Linked DNA regions of Oryctolagus cuniculus: region 1 is linked to region 2. A link is a contact called in public Hi-C data. All regions are on one chromosome and are shown on one strand. Each heading gives the region's core, a stretch centred on a gene start, on an enhancer-like site or on the middle of the called end of the contact. The rest is flanking DNA. Distances are from core to core; before and after follow the strand shown.

Region 1 (2,760 bases), core at 95-2,594, 110 kb after region 2:
CCCACAATGGCATAACGTTTGCAAAGAACCCACCCACATCCTCCCTTTTGCTTTCATTCATCTCTCGAGTAACACAATGTAAGTGCTAGGTAAATCGGTGTTCCTCTGTATTGTGTAGGGAATAATGACAAGGAAAAAGCCTGCATGTGTTCAGGACTGATGCAATTTTTTTGTTCCAAACATTTCCCATCCACGGTTGGTTGACTATGCAGATGGGGAACCCACAGCTGCGGAGGCCCCATGGAGCTAGGGCGAGGCGCCTTGAGAAAGAGAAGCAGAGTGGGAGATGGCAGTGAGGGGTGCACACCATTTGACACTCACGGGGGTCAGGAAGAGGCAGCTCTCTGAAGAGGTGACATTGAGCAGACAGTAGATGTAGGGAGAGCAAGCCACGTTCAATCTGGGAAGACTGCTGCAGGCAGAAGGAATCCCAAGCGCAAAGGCCGGGGACAGGGAAGTGTTTGAAGTACAGTGAGCGGAGTGTGAAATGGAATGGGGGGTGGGGGCAACCATGGGCCCTAAGGTCAGGCAGTGGCCTGGGCCAGCCATGGAAGCGGCCACTTTGGGTTTCATCCTGAGCATCCCGGGATGGCCTAGGAGGCCTCGGAGCAGGGAGGAACCTGCCCGGGCGGTGCAGAGGCCGGGGATACACAGAAGGCCCAGCTCAGCCTCAAGGTTTGCGTGGAGGCACAGGGCAGAGGGCAGGTGCACCTCCGGGGCGGGGAGACCTTTGCGAGTGACCTGTTTTTGGCAGGGTGGTGTGGGCCTGGAAGCGCACCACCTCTCCACCAATGAGTCTTAAGCCCAGAAAAAATGAAACACTGGTGTTTACTCAGGAGGGCTGGGACCTGTGTGTCAGAGAACCCTCGGCCAACCAGGCCATCGTAGGCTCGGGCAAGTTGCTGGCGCAGGGCCTCAAACCCCCAGGTGGGCTGCTTGTCTACCCATTGGGGCCTCCTTGTGGACCCCCAGACACACTCAAGAAGCAGGCTTTAGGGGCTCTGGCTTTATTTGTGCCTGGCTGTGTGCTGTCTGGCCGGTTTCCTTCCCAGGGCCTTTCACTTTGCAGAAGTCAGGCCCCCTCACTGGGGAGCAGAGCGGGGAAAGGCTAAGGCATGGCCCACAATGCAACTCTCACCTGCTCCTTCACTAGCTTTCTGGAAGCCTGCTAATCCTCTTGGAACTATGCTGCCCGGCACAGGAGCCACTGGCCACAAGAGTGGCTATAGAAATGTAAGTCCATTAAGATGAAATAAAAGAAAGGATTCAGATCCTGAGTCTCCACAGCCACATGGGGCTGGCTGGCGGCCACCGGGTTGGACAGTGCAGAAATAGAACTACAGGAAGTTTGGTTGGGCAGTTTCACTTCTTCAACAAGAAGGCGGAACACATTAAAGTGCACTCAGCACAGGGCTACTTGGCCCATCTCATTCTAGGTGCTCAGTAAATGGTAGCACCAGGATTTATTCCAGCCATCTCCATCCTTGCTTTGCCACCTGCTAACTGTCCCTCGACCTCCCTGAACTGTCCTTCTGTGACAGTAGTGTGCCCGGTGAATAATTGCCGTGCAACTCCCCATAGCATCGCAGGATCCTTCTTTTTCTGGGCCCTCTGGAACCATGAGAACTTCCTCATCAACCCACAGCTGACTTCGCTAGACCAATTTGGAAATTCCAGTCCTGCCAGCCTCCTCGGCATGACACGGGGTGGCTCGAAAATGGATTCTGGAGCTAGATCAGCCATTTTCAAGAGCTTGCCCATGGTCGCTGGCGTGCACAGGTCAGATGAAACAAGTGAACAAGTTTGATCAAGAAAAAGAATCGCTGTGACTCAAGCCAGCCACATACCCTGCCCCAGTGTTCTAGAAGAAACCGTGGCCTGGGCCCCTGTTTCCCTGCTTCCACTTTCCCCCTGTGTGCAGCTCTCCCGAGGCCCCGTCAGCTGATTGGTATCTTGGTCTTCAATCAGTCTTCCTTTTTCCACTTGGGCGTTTTGTTGTTGTTTAACGTTTATTAACTACAGGCTTTTGGTGGGTGGAGGCTGGGCTTTGCCTGGGGCTGGAAGGAAGCTCTCTGCCAGGCCAGGATAAGGTGTGGTTTTTCGAGTCTAAGTTGGAATCCCCTCCACCTGCTTAATGCATTTCAGGAAAGATTTGTTTTCAACTCCCAAATTACCTGCTGGGATTTCTAGGCCTGAGATCCTATCTCCTCTGCTGTTTTCTTTCATTTCCGATAAGAAAGACAAAGAGAAAAGAGAGGCCCAAGAACAACATTCTTGCACTCCTTTGAATAAAATTACACGCAGGGAGTGATTTTCTCTGTTGTTTTCTATCAAACAGGCAGCAAAAGGATCTACCAGCCTCAGAAGCTCTGCTCCTGGGGAGGCACCGGAGGAGAGCAAGTGAAAAGGGTTTTACCGAAAACTCACGGGGAGCAGCCCCTACTCAGCGAGTCTGATGGAACTTTCTAAACCACTATGGCTGTCCAACTGCACTACCTGCGACTTTATTTTCTCAAGCAATATCAACCCAGCCAGCTAGCGGCGTCTCCAAGGAGTCACCTTTCTCATGCACCCCACTGCTACACTGCTGGGGAACCCTTTGGGCTCCGCCTTTGCACAGTCAGCTCGCACCACGGATAAGCCATGGCCAGCTCTTCCCTGGTCAGCTGCACCCGTCTCCTGACAGTGTCCTTCCACCAGGACAGATCACATTCCCCCTGTTCTTTTTTAAAGATTGATTTATTTATTGGAAAGGCAGAG
Region 2 (2,700 bases), core at 41-2,540:
CCCCGGTGTACTCTGTAACTCTGCCTTTCAAATAAATACATAAATCTAAAAAAAAAAAAAAAAAAAAAAAGACACAGGGCCAGGATTTGAACCCAACCACTCCCAAGTGCTGTCTTAACCACTGCACTAAACCACCCACCCCTACAAATTTATTTTTAGCACGTTAATATATTTTTATCTTAGTTCTACCATTTGAGAGTAGGTTGAACATGAGCTTGTCTTACATAACCGTAATACAGTTATCTCACTCAGGAAATTAGCATTGAAACAATACACTTACTTCATACACTGGCAACATTCACTCTTTCCCAGGTGTCAAGACAATGTCCTTATGGCAGTGTCTTCCAGGATTCGGTCCAGAATTAGACGTTGTATTTAGTTGAAATGTTTCCTTGCAGCCGGCGCCACGGCTCAATAGGCTAATCCTCCGCCTTGCGGTGCCAGCACACCGGGTTCTAGTCCTGGTCGGGGCACCGGATTCTGTCCCGGTTGCCCCTCTTCCAGGCCAGCTCTCTGCTGTGGCCAGGGAGTGCAGTGGAGGATGGCCCAAGTGCTTGGGCCCTGCACCCCATGGGAGACCAGGAGAAGCACCTGGTTCCTGGCTTCGGATCAGTGCAGTGTGCCGGCCGCAGCGGCCATTGGAGGGTGAACCAACGGCAAAGGAAGACCTTTCTCTCTGTCTCTCTCTCACTGTCCACTCTGCCTGTTAAACGAAAAAAAGAAAAAAGAAATGTCTCCTTGCATTGATGTTTTTTTTTTTCAAGCTATTGAGGCTTTCAGAGAAATACTTCTTTTTCAAGAGCACACATCCTGATAAACAGCAGCATTGCTCTCAATCCACTGTCCTTGCTGCTTGCCGAGAGCCAGTGATCGGTGCGGGCCTGAGGTGAGCACACCCCTCCGCAGGCCAAAGTCCACAGCAGCCAAGGCCCTTGGTGGGGGGCAGCTTCCAGTCCTGGTTGTGCCCTGGGACCCGACTTCCCGAAGGCAAACCGCATGACCCACAGTTTGACCCCTTGCTTTCCGGTCCACTGGGCTGTCACCTGGCTTTCCCATTGTCCAGACTTGGACAGGCAGAGCCACCCAGATCTTACTCCACTATAGCTGACGTCTCCCCAGGAGGAGCGCCCAGTCAAGGAGATCCCATTTTTCATCCTTCCTGGCTCTCTGCGTGCAGTTGGCTGGATGCACACATTGGAGGGTGATTTTTCTTTTCCCAGCAGTCAGGGCTGTAGCAATCTGAGACCAGAAGCAGCAGCTGTACGCCTCCTGCCTCAGCCAGTGTCCCCTGAAACAGATACCAAATGGTCAACAGATGAGATGGATGACCGTGTCTAAAACACAAGACTCGCTCCAGCTCTGGCGTCCTCCTCCTGCCTCAGAGGCTACCATGGGAGAGGAGTAAAGCTCACGCCGAGACAGCTGATTGGTATGGTTGGAGGAATTCACAGAGAGCAGACAGAGCACACTGTGGAAAAAAAAAAAAAAAAAAAACACATCATGTATGCATCTTCCTGGCTTAACTTGAATGAAGCCTAAATGCAAAAAGAAAATGCTTTGGATTTCTTTCAACGGTTGACGTTTTGTTTCCTTTGTTTTATTTTTGCTAGCATTTGCATCGGGGTGGTATGGGTTTTCTCTAAGTTTATTTTTTAATTAAAAAGTGCTTTTCAAAGGGTAGGAGACTTAACTGCAAATCACTATTCAGAGTTCCCCCCCTTCCCCCCCCCCCCGCCTTAAATAGAAGTTAGCAGGAGGGAAGTTGATTTATTGGAGAAAAGATTCAGGGACATGGCGCCCTGGAGAATGTGGGGAGCTGAGCTGGTGGAAGATTGCTCGCCCCTCCCCCCTCCCTCTCCTCCCTCCCTCCCTCCCTTTTTCCTTCCCTCCTTCCTTCCTTCCTTCCTTCCTCTTTTCCTTTACAGAGAGAGTCAGAGACAGTGAGACAGAGCTCTTCCCTCTACTGGTGCATGCTCCAAAGGCCCACAACCGCTGGGCCTGGACCAGGCTGAAGCCAAGAGTCAGGAACCCCATCCAGGTCTTCCACATGGGTTGCAGAGACCCAGCGACTTGAATCATCATGTACTGCCTCCAAGGGTGCACCTTAACAAGAAATGGGATCAGAAGTGGAGCTGGGACTCAAACCCGTGCACTCCAGCGTGGGATGTGGATGTCCCGAGCAGCATCTTAACCACTATGCCAGATGTCCAGCGGCATTGCTGCCTTCTATTCAGGTGCTCCAGCTCTCTTCTCCTCAAGCCAGCTGTTGTTCTTAGCTGTAGATCTTGACTGTCACTGGGGACACGTCAGAGAAGCCCTATGCAGTCACAGGAAGGTTTGCTTAGCCACCAGGATGCTTTCCACACTGAGTGTTTTCTTGAAGAGTGGGCATCCTCACTCCGTGAATCTGCGCAGTTTCTACATGGTATCCCTGCAGGGCAACCATACGCTGTGGATTGTCCACACTGGTCCCAAGCAATCTCTGTTAACCCAGAATACTTATGGAAACGTCCCCATGTCATAGTCAAAACTGTCCTGGTTGCATGATAACTTGCATAATCACTCTAAGACTCTGGGAAACTTAAAGTATTTTCTTCCCATACCAAAGTTAGTGGAGCTGTTGGATGATTTGTGCTGGTGCATACCAGTCTTTATCCTAGTGATTAGCTCACCCCAACTTGTGCTCCACCTCCTTCTGTG

What was found. A called contact is a pair of places that touch in the nucleus more often than the background predicts.
Region 1: a contact with region 2 is called in a Hi-C map of an unstated tissue, with 3 times the contacts expected there. The contact joins two enhancer-like sites. A contact is called at or near these places in 2 of 6 Hi-C or Micro-C datasets (ear pinna and an unstated tissue).

What each region holds. Positions count from the first base shown.
Region 1 is chr20:14,383,512-14,386,271 of mOryCun1.1, forward strand. All of the region lies in intron 10 of RAD51B (RAD51 paralog B), which reads left to right. Among named protein-coding and RNA genes, the nearest start is that of ZFP36L1, 310 kb to the right of the region's middle. Within about 2 kb of position 1,345, at least 3 of the 8 cell types and tissues checked have an H3K27ac peak or open chromatin away from gene starts, as enhancers often do.
Region 2 is chr20:14,278,196-14,280,895 of mOryCun1.1, forward strand. All of the region lies in intron 8 of RAD51B (RAD51 paralog B), which reads left to right. LOC127484649 (a long non-coding RNA gene) reads right to left here. Exons shown (of 4, transcript XR_007911781.2): 4 at 1,147-1,288. Among named protein-coding and RNA genes, the nearest start is that of ZFP36L1, 410 kb to the right of the region's middle. Within about 2 kb of position 1,291, at least 1 of the 8 cell types and tissues checked has an H3K27ac peak or open chromatin away from gene starts, as enhancers often do.